Regions from separate parts of the Gossypium hirsutum genome. Here region 2 is linked to region 1. A link is a contact called in public Hi-C data. All regions are on one chromosome and are shown on one strand. The core of a region is the stretch at or near the end of the contact, and the rest is flanking DNA. Distances in the headings are between cores, read along the strand shown.

What was found. Hi-C and Micro-C count contacts between places; a contact is called where the count stands out from the background.
Region 2: a Hi-C map of leaf shows a contact between it and region 1, with 3 times the contacts expected there. The contact joins the promoter of LOC121229168 here to the promoter of LOC107959921 in region 1. A contact is called at or near these places in 2 of 34 Hi-C or Micro-C datasets (leaf and petal).

Annotation. Positions count from the first base shown.
Region 1 is chrA05:52,798,922-52,805,588 of Gossypium_hirsutum_v2.1, reverse strand. LOC107959921 (F-box protein At1g70590) reads left to right here and starts at 1,460. Exons shown (of 5, transcript XM_016896096.2): 1 at 1,460-2,103; 2 at 2,194-2,327; 3 at 2,601-2,783; 4 at 3,519-3,721; 5 at 4,206-4,611. The coding sequence starts at 1,584. The coding sequence ends at 3,686.
Region 2 is chrA05:53,249,672-53,256,959 of Gossypium_hirsutum_v2.1, reverse strand. LOC121229168 reads left to right here and starts at 3,712. Exons shown (of 7, transcript XM_041112601.1): 1 at 3,712-4,203; 2 at 4,310-4,396; 3 at 4,552-4,791; 4 at 5,946-6,110; 5 at 6,646-6,699; 6 at 6,797-6,943; 7 at 7,024-7,288. The coding sequence starts at 3,916.

The DNA.
Region 1 (6,667 bases), core at 211-2,710:
TAAAATCTAATATAGATTTTACCTTGTTAAGAGTGGGAATGTATACGGGTGGTTCACTCGAGGACGTAAAAATAGAAAGCGAAATCGAGCCTAAGATTGTAGTAGTGAAAGGCAACCTCCGATTTTGATTTTATTTAGTTGCATCGCCTGACACATCTCCCGGTACAATGTCGAAAATACGGCAGACCCCTAACTAAGTTCACCAGTTGCTCTAAAATTGATGACTTTCAGCAGCCACCTTAGATGTACGAGGTTTCGTGGCTTGTCTGGCATCAGATAACCTCCAAGGATCTGAAGGAGTACACCCGAGCGTATCGTACTCTCTGTACTTCAATGGAATCATCTCCCAGCACTAAGAGTGTCTCTCGTAACCAGCCCATATCGATTCGACCTCCGTAAATAATATCTGAAATCGCACCTAAAAAATCGTAACATACGGCTCCTCAGCAGATTGAGCAGACCAGATGAGTACGGACCTATCCACTGGTAACCCCAACTGTAATTGCACGTCCTCCAAAGTGATGGTACACTTTCCACGTGGAAAATAGAATGTATGCATCTCGGGTCTCCACCTCTCCACAAATGCGCTGATGAGTTTCGGGTCCAACTTGCAACCCTAGCCAATATTGGCCACATGCCAAAAATCTACTTCCCTCAAACAATTTTCAATCAACGATTATGGAAGACTAGGTATATTACGAATAAAACATTGTAACACTCAATCTACCAACTGTTATAAAAAACTAGAAAAAAATATTAATTAAATTAAAAACTAAAATAAAAATATTAAATAATATTAGAAAAATGAAATTAACCCTTACCATTTTCATTTGGCCGACAGAGATCTGTTTATCATCGAGACAAATTAATTGTCGGGCAATGCTAACACAATCAAATTTCTTAGAAATTATAAAAAATAATACTAATTCAGAAAAAAAAATTAAAAATTTAGAGAGCTTTAAGAGCTTTTTTGAGAAACTTAGAGAGAAATCTGGAAGAATTATAATTTAAAAGAAATTTGGTGTGAAGAAAATAGGTAGGGATTTTATAATTTTTTTCTTGACCATTGGGATAAAACTCGAGGAAAAGTGCATCCTTGTAAGTGCGTTTTATTAAAACGCGTCCATGTCAGCGTACTTTTGCTTGACATGAGGAAAAACGCGTCTTTATCAGTACGTTTTTCTACACTATCCCTTAAAAACGCATCCACGTCAATGCGTTTTAGTGTTTTTGGTCAATACTTATTATTATTTTTTAGAGCGGAATATTTTCGTAAATAATTTCAGAAATAAACTTTTTTTTTACGATACCCTAAAAGAAAATCAAAACTCTAATCATTTTCTAAAACTGGCATGTTCTTAAAATTTAACTACGACATGGGCGTTAAGAAAATGGAAAGCCCATATATGAGGAGTTGTAACCGAAATATCTAAACGTCGGTTAAGAAGTGCCACGTCTCGAGCTGTTCCATAAGCATTAGCTACCCATTTTTTCATTTATGATTTAAGTAACCAACAAATAAATAAATGTGGCAAATGACGCTTTCAGTGTGAGATTGGCACCTACAAATCGACGGCCGCGACATGAAGCAAAAAACATGGCCGGATCGATCCGACGGCGTCCGCTTCACTGCTTTTCCCTTGTCGAAACCCAACGACAATGAAGAAAATATCATATTATTGAGGCGTTCCAAAATCGGTTCAAAACCGTCATTATCGCCGACCGACGGCCCTGATTTCTCGGCTCTCCCTTTCGACATCTTGACGAAAATCGCGGCGTCGTTTAATTTCCCGAACCTTCTAGCGGCTTCGCTGGTTTGCCGGTCATGGAGGGACGCGCTCCGTCCGTTGAGGGAAGCGATGATGATGCTGCGTTACGGGAAGCGATTCAAGCACGGCCGTGGCGGTGTTCGGCGTAATTTGGATAAAGCTCTTGACTCTTTCTTGAAAGGCGCTGCGCGTGGATCTACGCTTGCTATGGTCGATGCGGGGCTTATCTACTGGGAAAGGGGTCTAAAAGAAGAAGCAATTGCTCTTTACCAGAAAGCCGCCGCCCTTGGCGACCCTGCCGGCCAGTGTAATCTCGGAATTTCATACTTGCACGGTATTTTTCGCCAAAATTACTGAACATTTTCCCGCAAATCTTAGCTCCTTATTCAGTTTCATATGATCTTAGAAAAATTAACCTTTTCAGCTCAACCTCAAAATCACAAGGAAGCTGTAAAATGGTTGCATCAAGCTTCAATAGGGGGCTATACACGAGCTCAGTACCAGTTGGCGCTTTGCTTGCATCAAGGTCTTGGAGTTCATCGAAATCTTTACGAAGCAGTATGAACTTCTTTGCATACCCATTTTAATTTTATTCATTAAGTGAACCTTTCTGTTTAAGAAGATTTAGGTGATTACTGGCCAAGTAGTAAGGAGCTCGGTGCCCTTATAAGCATCTCCATTTCGAGTATTATGAATGGAGAAAATAGGTGTCAGGAGAACTTTTCCTGTTCTGGTCTGACCTTGAGGCCCAATGTGGTTACCAGATGATGAGGGTTTTAGACCCAAATTTTTGGGTGATTAAGATTTGCTCTGTTGCTTATTGATTATCAGGCAAAATGGTATCTAAAAGCTGCTGAAGGTGGATATGTTCGTGCAATGTACAATGCTTCGCTTTGTTATTCATCTGGGGTAGGTTTGTCACAAAGTCGTCGACAAGCAAGGAAATGGATGAGAAGGGCAGCTGATCGTGGTCATAGCAAAGCTCAATTTGAACATGGACTTGCTCTATTTTCTGTACGTCACATTCTTAATTCTTTGTTTCCAAGTATATAAACAATAATAGAATCATGTTCTGATGCACCTAGGATTCTCTAGAAAAAAATGACTTTTAAAGGACTCATTTTCCTTGAAATACCTATATCAAACAGTATATGGTTATGACCTCCAAATGCGTGGAAACTTAGAAAAAGAAATTTAATATATCCATGTTGAATACATACTTATATCTAACACTCACACTTGAGTCCAAGTAATATGGCAACAACTACGAATTTCTGCTCAAGACTCGTTGAGATAGAATGCGGAAATATGAATGCATGAAAACAATGGGGTGTCCTGTAGTTTGTTAAGAGAAAGATAAATGTATGGAAGCTTGCCTCGTGATCTGAGTCTGTTTTTCTGTCTGGTCATTATTTCTCTTCTCTTAGGCATCAATGCTCGCTAATAATGTTGTACATTCAAGTCTAAGTAATAGCAAATAACTATGAATTTATGCTCCAAACATGTTGAAGTAAAATGGAGAAATATGCATGAATAAAAACAATGGGATTTTGTAGTTGGTTAAGAGAAGACAAATGCATGCAAGCTTGCTCCATGGTGAATATTAATTTTTCAAATCTGGCCATCTGATCATTTCTCTTGAAGTATTCCTGTCTGACACATGAATGTGGGGATATGACTCATAGTCCAATGATATCTGTTGTTATGCAATCTAAGCTAATGCTGATTTTGATGATAATATTTGGACAGGAAGGGGAAATGATGAAAGCTGTAGTGTACCTTGAACTTGCCACACGTTCTGGTGAAACAGCTGCAACTCATGTAAAAAATGTCATCCTTCAGCAACTCTCAGCAACTTCTCGTGAACGTGCGCTCCTTCTTGCCGACAATTGGCGTGCTGTGCCTTCATCTCGCTAAGTATATCAAGAATACTTACTTTGTCGTATACTCCTGTAATTGCCTCATTCCCTTTTGATTGTCTTTATGCTTGACAGCTCTAGGTATATAGATGCCCTAACTGTTTTCCTTTTGCTTCCAGCGTCTTTAATCTTGTCTCAACATCCTATATGATTTATCTTATTTCTTTTTGCCGCGAGGAAATGAAATTCCTCTAAACCTACTACTTTTAGGAAGGTGCAGTTACGTTAGGTCACAACCTATGTTACTCAAAACTCAGGTGTGATTGTTAGATATCAAATACAGATGTGATCAGCTTTTTTCTAAGGTTTTTGTCTTAGGTATGGTCATATCGGCACACTTGTGATAGACACAATTGTAGAACACGGGTAATTAAGAAAAAAAAAGTTAAGTCGGTGCAGTATAGGTCATAACCATTAAGTTATTGCCTCAACCATATCTTATAGTTCATCAGGTTATCTGTTTCAACTGTTTGTATTTCTTATGTTTTGCTGTTCTGTTTTTCCTTAATGGGGGTAGAGACTGAAGATAAAAGAAATTGGCTTCTGAGGTTTCAAGTGCTTGGTTGTATATTTGAATGAGCATTGGGAAAACGTGTTACGAGTTTTAACTTTCATTCTTCTCACGCATGGATTGACAATTCCACATATAGAGATGGCAACAGGTCGTTTTTTTGCCCGTCCAACCCCAACTCTGACCCGATGTATCATCCCAACCCGATTCAAAATTAAATATTAGTATATTTGACCCGAATCTAATCCGACTGTTTTTTATCTAAATAGAATAATATTTTTTTATTCATTTTATTATTTTTTAATGATATTATTAATTTTTTTCTAGGTTTAATTATGTAAGAGCAAATATTAATATAAATTTTTTATCATATGTTTTGAACTAGTATTATATATAAAGGGTATTTTGGCAAGTATATTGGAGCAGAGTTTTTTTTTTGTTTTTTGTGTAAATTTGATACCGATTGGACTCAACTCATTGAAATTTAAGCTCATCCAGGAACTCATTTAGAAAAAAAATCCAATCCTATCAGATGGCTCGTCGAGTTCAGGTATTTTGGCTTGTATCAATTCACATATGATTTACCATTTTATTTCAATAAACCTCTATACCCTTTCTAAATATGCTTTTATCCTCTCTTTTTTTTTGTATCTATATGAATTCTTATTTCATGATATAAAAATCTTCTTTTATGTTAATAAATTTGTTTAGATATGAGAAAAATATATTTTTTAATTTATTTAATTGTAAATTAAAAGTTAGGAGTACAATACAAGATATTACGAATAGTAGAAAAGATATTTAAATGAAGTTTGAAGTTTTTATTGTTACTTGCACCGAAGCCCTGATTACAGTTATAGTTGTTGATTGGATTGGATGGATTGGATGGATTGGTTGAATTAGGTTAATCCAGATATTTTTATTTTTTATTCAAGGGTGTAAAAAATCCTTTTAACTTTTTTCAAAACAAACAAATAAGCTTTTACATTTTTTTTTCATTGAATTAGATACTTAAACTTTTAAAATACATAAAAAAAATCCTTCAATTTAAAAAAAAAAGTAATTAATTCTTTTTTACACTCAATTAAGTTATTGAACGGTCAAAATGTATCATAAAGGCCTTTTTGGTTGCTTAATTATTTTTCAATTAAAGCCACACTATGTTACAACCACGACGTTACATGTGGTAAAAACATATAAAAAATGAAAATTAATAAAAGTTATAAAAAAATATAAATTTTAATAAAAATATAAAAATATATTTAAGAATTAAAAAATATAAAAATGGTAATATTTATAAAAATCATAAAAAATTATAAAATGCATCAAAAAAGTATTTTAACTATTAACTTTAACTGTTGACTGTTAAAGTTAATAACTTCTATTTTTTTTTAGTTAAGGCCATCACGTGTCACAACACAAAGTGATAAGTGGTGACAAATGATAAAAAATTAAAATCAATAAAAGTTACAAAAAAATTATAAAATGCTTCTTTTGGTACGATAATTTTTATAATTTTTTTTTAATTTTTAATAAAATTTAAATATTTTTTGTCGAAATCATCTTTTAAAATATTTTAATTTAATAAAAAAACGGGGAATTGACTTTTTGAAATATGGAAATGGAGTCGCCACCGATCTTTCTGTTTTGACGTGATCGGATCACTTAATGATTTGGTTATTTTAATAAAACATTTTGGTTTACTAAAACAACGATTTTGGTCTACGAACTTTTGAGGAAAACGGGTTCGAGAGTCGGTTACGCATGAGGAAGGATTAGCACACTCACTACGCCCAAAATTGGTACCAAATCGATTAAATACTGTCCTTATGTCTAAGATTTAAAAATGTTTTTGAAATGTGGTTCCCTTCTTGATAATATTTGAATAACCCGAGTTGGCCATCAAAATTCTCTTGCTTAAGAGGAATATAGCACCACATCCAACACGATAGGACATGATCCTTTATGCCCTCGAAAACATGACAAATTTTGACTTCCAAAAATTTATACGTTGAAAACCGCAAAAGGATGCCCAATTATTTAGTCCAACAAGAAAATTGAAACCCAACACAGTAGGGCACGACTCCTCGAATTTCTAGATGTCTGACATTGCCTTATTCTAGAATTTAGAGAGTATGAGTGAAATTCTAAAGGAATCTTCGATCATTTTGGACAAACAGGAAATCGCAACCCAGCACGATAAGGCACGATTCCCTGAATTGCCAAACATCGAATATTACCTTAGTTTTGAAGAGTTTTTAGAAAACATAAGTGAAATTCAAAAGGGACCTTTGATTATTTTGAACAAACGAGAAATTGCAACCCAACACGATAGGGCACGATTCCGCGAATTGCCAAATATCGAACATCGCCTTTGTTTAAAGAATTTTTAAAAGACATGGGTGAAATTCTAAAGGGACCTTCGATTACTTTGAGCAAACGAGAAATTGCAACCCAACACGTTAGGG
Region 2 (7,288 bases), core at 2,463-4,962, 450 kb before region 1:
ATGAATATAACTACAAACACTAAATTTACAATTTACAATTAAATGAAAACACCTATTTCAATCCTAAAAATTATATAAACAAAATTTTATATTTTTTTAAAAAATAAACACTATAATCTAACTATTTCAATCATTTCTATAAACACAATTTTATATTTTACACTTACATAGAAACAATGTAATCCATCTATTTCAATGTTAATCCATAATTATCGGTATTACAATATCTTTATTGGGTGAGTATTTGGTATATTAGTAGTTTATTTATTTATTTTACAAGTAGTCTTAAAACATCGACATGTATATTTTTTAATGTTTTACTATATTTCCTATAAAACACTTGTCAATCCCATGACACTGCTTATGAAGTTGGTGTACAAAATTTTTTCCCATGTTTAAATTTTTTTAAAAAATTTGTCAACACATTTATTTTTACATTTAGACATTTATATTATTTTTTAGTTTAAACATTCAATTTTTATGTTCTTAATCATTTTTGTCATAATACAAACTATAATAATTGTAAAAATTAATTTCTTTTTTGTTTTCTCAGTTATAATAGTAGTTAAGTACAAATTTTAATAAACAAATGTAAAATATTAAAATTTATAAATACAAATTAATCCGTAGATAACATGAAATAAAAAATAATTTTGAACTAAATTATTTAAACTAAATTAAATTATTATAATATTAATACCATATATAAATTGAATCCTGATTTCTAGTCCGATCGCAGCTTGTCCCTCGCTTGGCGCCGATCTTAAGGCGGGGCTCGTATCATAACTAAAGAAATGAAACCCTTTGGAAGTCATGATAAGAGTTGAGGCAAAATTAACATGTTTTGGACAAGATGGGGGATGTTTGGTCAGCGACATGTTTCAAAGAGAATGTCAATTTGTAAACCCTTTTTGGGTTATTTATTTATTTATTTTATTTCTACCTTTGATTTAGCTAAGCTAATACTTAATGTAACCCATGCTTTCTCCGACAAAATCATTGCTCAACATCAAGGTTCCATGCTTTAAAAGCCCACCTGTTCTACCCCCCTTCAATACCTGCTTTTTATGTATATATTTATAAAATATGATTACACACATTTAGATGTCCACAGAATCAAGTGATCGAACGGACCATATAGCCCAATGAAAAATCCAAATATGATAAAAATGTTAAAATATTAAAAAATATATAAAACATACAAGAATAGAAATAAAGAAAGTGGTGAATCTAGATACAGTGTTTTGGAGTTGATGAATTTACAAGCTTTAAACATCTCTTCCTCATGATTCAATTCTCTTCTTTTCATGTGGGAGTCTTAATTGGTATTTAGCTTTACTGTTCTTCCACTTTTTCAATTATTCTCATTTCTCATTTATTTTTCATTTCCGGAAATATTCAATTTAGTAAATATATATAAAAAATATTAATCAATAATTTGAAATTTTGAAAAATTAATATTATTTCCTTCATCACGTTTTAGTATATTAGTTAATAATAAATTAATTTCAATTATAATTTTTAGTCATTCACATAATTTATTTTTAGGAAAAGAGAAAGAAATAATTATTATTTATTTTAAAGATGTCTTATTTTTTACACCAATTTTTATTCTTTACACTAACTATTCTTTATTTTATATCAACTATTATAATATATTTGTAATAAATAAGTTTTTGTTTCATTTTATTACTTGAGTAACCAAACAAGTTATCAGTGTTGTATTTTTATTATTAAATTTTGCAAGTGCAAAATTGTATTAGAAAGTTGTTTGAAATATTAATAAATATTAAGCTATGAAATAAATTATATTATTTGATAAAAGTAAATATAAATTAACTTATTTTTTTGTTTTAATTTTATTAATATTTTTTATAGTTTTAGATAAAAGTTAAACATAATAATTTTATTTTAAAATAAAATTAATAAATAATTATCTACTTATTTATTATATTTAATATTATCTTTTGAAAATTACTTATTAACTTTTAAGGTTTTTAAATTGAATCGTCGATTTTACATAATTATGTTAAAGGAGTAGATGGTACCTTTCATATTGATCTGAAATTGCCCCTTTAATCGGTGGTTTTGTAGGTCCATCGAAAACATCATGTTGAATAATGATGATGATAAGTGCATGTAGGCAGACGGGTCCAACCTAAAAGCTGGGTTCCATTTGACCAAACTCCCTTTCATCGCTGTGGCTTAGATTTGGAGACACCATCACTATCACTGCCTTCTTTCAAACCCCACAAAACACCAAAGTTGAGCTTTTTACGAAACAAATTGATACATGGAAGATTTGGAATATGCAGAAAAAAAAAACCCTTTGGATGATTAAGGGTAATCGTAAATGCTCAAATTAGACCAGTTAAAGATTAAACTATTTCAAAATGATTAAATATGGGTTAAATTTTTTCGCGAAAGTGTTGAAATAAAAGTTTTTTAAACATCGTATATTAAGTTTCAAATTATATTCTTTTCAAGTTATATATATGATTTAAGTATTTTATTTTATTTTAAACACGTCAATATTTACATGATTTTTTACAAATTAAATTGAAGTAAATAAAAAGCTTTCGCGTGAACAATGCAAAAGGTTGAGTCCTATTTTGAACATTTAGCCAATAATAAATGAATAAAATATTTATATGAAAAGTTAATATAAAATCTTGTAATAGATGTGAGTTTGTCTATAATATACCTCTTGCTGATTCAAGCTACTCAAATCGACCTAAAACAAGTCCAACCCAAGTTACAAGACAACCTAGGAGAAAAATACACCAACCCCATGGCCACCAATTAGCACAATAAACAAAAGAAATCAAAGTTGAGCCCCAAAATATAAGCACTACAAAGACATGCATGAGTGAGTGGAGAACTGTAATGAAATGTAATTGATGGAGACTGCAATAATGCACTTGCATGGATGTGTCTGCATGCGCCACCAGACAGGAAATGTGCTCACTCCTACCCCCCAACAAGATACGATTGTACGATCAAAATACAAAATATTTTAATCGCAATTATAATACAAAGCATACACAAATGTAAAACAAATATACAAATTAACAAATCTAGTCCCCCATAACTCCCAAGTTTTGCTAAACTCTAAATAGTGAAAGGAAATTCAAAGTGGGCAGGCTTTTAGCTTGATGGTTACAAAGTATATAGCTGACACAAAGAACATATTGGGAAGTGAGAAAGTAACTTTGGAAACCCAGGATCAACTGTATTTCACATTTATTCCGATGCATACAAACTACAGTAAAAGAATAACACAGACCATTACCCATATTTTCCTATAAATTTAACACAAATAGGGAAATAATAATAACTAAAGTTTTAGATAACTCGTGTAATCATATAACAATATTTAGATTATTTTTTAATTTATATTAAAATAATTTAATTTTTGATTTATTTGTATAGTTATGATTGCTTGTTACTATTGCGTAACCAAAATATCAAAAAATAAAAAATAAAAAGATTAATAAGCACCGCGATGAAAACAACTTTTGTAGTTGAAATCATAATTTCAAAAGCAAAATAAGAAAATGGAATCTTTGACGTTTAAAATTGTTGTTTCACACAAAGTGACTTTATTATTCTTCATTAAAACATACATTTCTAAACTTTATTTTCTCGATTTTCTGCCAGCTTTGCTAAACTCACCCTCACTATTTATATCACCACACCCACATAAGCAGAGCTTTGAGAAAACCCCATTTCTCTGCTTTCTTTTTTAATAAGCCAAGCTGTCGGGACATCAACACCAAGACATTAGAATATCTGTAAGAGAATAACAAGAATAGGGTATTGTTTTATTTATTATTTTCTGCCATTCTTGGATGTTTTCGAGAGCTTCGAAAAATGGTGTGAAGGATAGAAGCAATCGAGAAAGCTTTTCTTACAATGTTGATCTTATGTCGGATCAGATGCCCCCATTTCGATCACAGAATAAGAAGACTCAACCCATGTTTAAACATGGCTTCTTACTTTCGTAAAACCTCACCAATCATTCATGCTTTTGTAATTTTTCTTCTTGTTTGTTCTTCTTCAATTTCTCCCGTTTACTCATCGGAACCCCATAATCTCCATGCGAGAAATCGAACTTTCCGACCGGATAAAGAGCTACAAAAGTTGAAATTCATAAGACAACGTCTCAACAAGATCAATAAGCCAGCAGTAAAGACAATTCAGGCAATTTAATCTAGTTTTTGCCTTGAGTAATTTTCTTTTTATCTTTTATCAGACATTGGTTTCCAAGATCTCCAACATGTTTTTGTTTATGGTTTTGGTGTTGCAGTGTCCTGATGGTGACACTATAGATTGTGTTTTGTCGCATCATCAGCCTGCCTTCGATCTTCCTCAACTCAAAGGACAACGACCATTGGTAATTAAATAATATTTTAGTTGCACGATATTAACAGTACATGGTTATGTTACAGTGTTTATCGTCGTTATTTATTGCAATTAAAGGGAAAACATCCATTGGTCCACAAATACTAATTGAACAGTTTTTTTTTTCTATTGTTGAAATATGTGCAGGATCCACCGGAGAGACCTAGGATTTATGAAAGAGATGGGGTGATGATGACGGCGGAAGTAGAAGAAGAAGAAGAAGAACATGTTCAGCTATGGAGAATGTCAGGTGAAACATGTCCGGAAGGAACAATTCCCATCAGGAGAACGACGGAACAAGACATGTTAAGGGCTAGTTCTGTAAGAAGATTTGGAAGGAAACCAAGACGACGTGTTAGAAGAGATTCAACCAGCAACGGCCATGAGGTAGGTGTCTTCAAAATTACACTTTTAACAAAAACTGCCATGCCTAAAAAATATCAAATTTTATCTAAGCAACGTTTCCATTTTTTCTTAAAAAAAATAATTATTCATAAGTTACTGTTTTTTATTTTGTTAGAAAAATATAAACTTTTTGACGCACAAAAGTGGGTGAAAAAATTGAAAAAGCAATTGGAATAGCGTTAAAAATCGGAAGGAACCAATATCAAGGAAGTAGTCAAAAGTGGATTGTAAAACGACCCTACTTATTTATTTTTATTACCAGAGACTTCAGTCTCTTATGCCAACATTGACAACCTTGTATTTTGTACATACATTTCTTTGGGGTAGGCTGACAGATTTTTAGTAAAAATCCTTTAAAATAAATTTAGATGAGTGCTTGCATCATATAATTAACTCACAGAGTACTAAATATAAATTTTATTCTTTTTAAAATTTTATATTAATTTATTGATACCGTATAAAGAAATATTATATTTATATACTTATAAATGATATGTCAGCTTTATATATATATATATCTCATTTTTCTTGCTTTAAAGCATATAAACTTCTTTTTTTTTTAAAACATTTGTATAAATAAAAACACAAATATGAAATATATCCTAGTAGTAGAAGATTATGGGACAAAAAATAAATCTCAATTCAAAGTCATCATTCTCGCTCAACTTAAAAATTATTTCGGGATTTTGCATAATCTATTTATAAAAACTCTTATAATACAAGATTTTTACAAAAGACGGCAATACCTAATTTTCAGGATGTTTTATGCTCCTATCTTGATTACGTTACACAAAGGGTGCCTTTATATATAATAATCACATTGTAAGGAGTATAGTTGGTAAGAGTTAAGGGATTCCTGCCTAGAATAGGATAATTTAAACTAGCAAAACTCTTTTCTAGATTGAAAAAAATATGATGAAATCGATATAATTCTCTTCCTCTGTGATGTAATGAATGGAATTATAAAAACTAATTTTTGTTAATTTTTTCCTTCTTTAACATCCTAGGTTTACTTTAAAAACCTTATATCCCCACATATTTAAACATTAATATTTTAACATAATTTTTAAAAATTATATTTTATGCTTATTTGGAAATCCGAAATAAGATGATGGTAATAATAAAGGTGGTTACAGCATGCTGTTGGATATGTGAGCGGAGGAGAATATTACGGAGCCAAAGGCAGCATAAATGTGTGGGCACCCCAAGTCTCCAATCCCTATGAATTCAGCTTATCCCAACTCTGGGTCATCTCTGGTTCTTTTGCCCACGATCTCAACACCATTGAAGCTGGTTGGCAGGCATGTTTTTTTCCATTTTAACTTTCTCTTTTAGAAAATACTCTTTACGCATATCAAGATTTCGTTATGAAGATATCTTAATCCTCCAAATGTCACACCTAAGCCTGTCAATGAACAGAACCAGATTGGGTTGGAGCCTGGTTCAAATAAAATGTTCCTAGCCCAAGCTCGAATTAAGCTTGGTCCCACCTTTTCATATATTAATAAAAAGATATTTTATATTATTTTTTAAATTCTTCATGTTTGGGACTCGGGGAATAATATAGAGAAGATTTATATATATATAAAATTAATTTTAATTTTTGTTGTTATTTAAATTAAATTTGGATTGGAACCAACCGATTGCCTAAACTTGGGTTCAACATGTTTCAATACATTCTAATTCGAGTAACATAACTTTTTTATGATATAATCTTTGTTAAACTTGATCCGATTGATCTTGTATTATTATATATAAATAAACAAATTTAATATTTTATTTTATACATTACATAAAAATATGATTAATTTTTTTTTGTCATTTATTTTTATGCAGGTGAGTCCAGAGCTATACGGGGACAATTATCCTAGATTCTTCACTTATTGGACCGTAAGTATAATAAAAAAAAATATTTGGAAACAATTTAATTATAGTTACTAAATTCCTCATTGCTTAATTAATTAAGATAAATGAAAATATTTGGCAGAACGACGCATATGAAGCAACTGGGTGTTATAATTTGATGTGCTCAGGATTTGTTCAAACAAACAATAGAATTGCAATTGGAGCTGCAATCTCCCCAATCTCATCATACCATGGTGGACAGTTTGATATCACCCTCTTGATTTGGAAGGTAAATCCTTTTAGTTTCCTTAAAACTGAACCAAATCGATTAAATCAATTAATGCTAGTTTTGAAATACATCTTCTAAAGGATCCAAAGCATGGGAATTGGTGGTTGGAATTCGGATCGGGGATTCTAGTAGGATACTGGCCATCATTTTTGTTCACTCACTTAAGGGATCATGCAACCATGGTTCAATTTGGTGGGGAGATTGTGAACACAAGGCCCGGAGGTTCCCACACCTCCACCGCGATGGGCAGCGGTCATTTTGCCGGTGAAGGGTTCGGAAAGGCCTCTTATTTCCGAAACTTAGAGGTGGTTGATTGGGATAATAACCTAATCCCATTGCCAAATC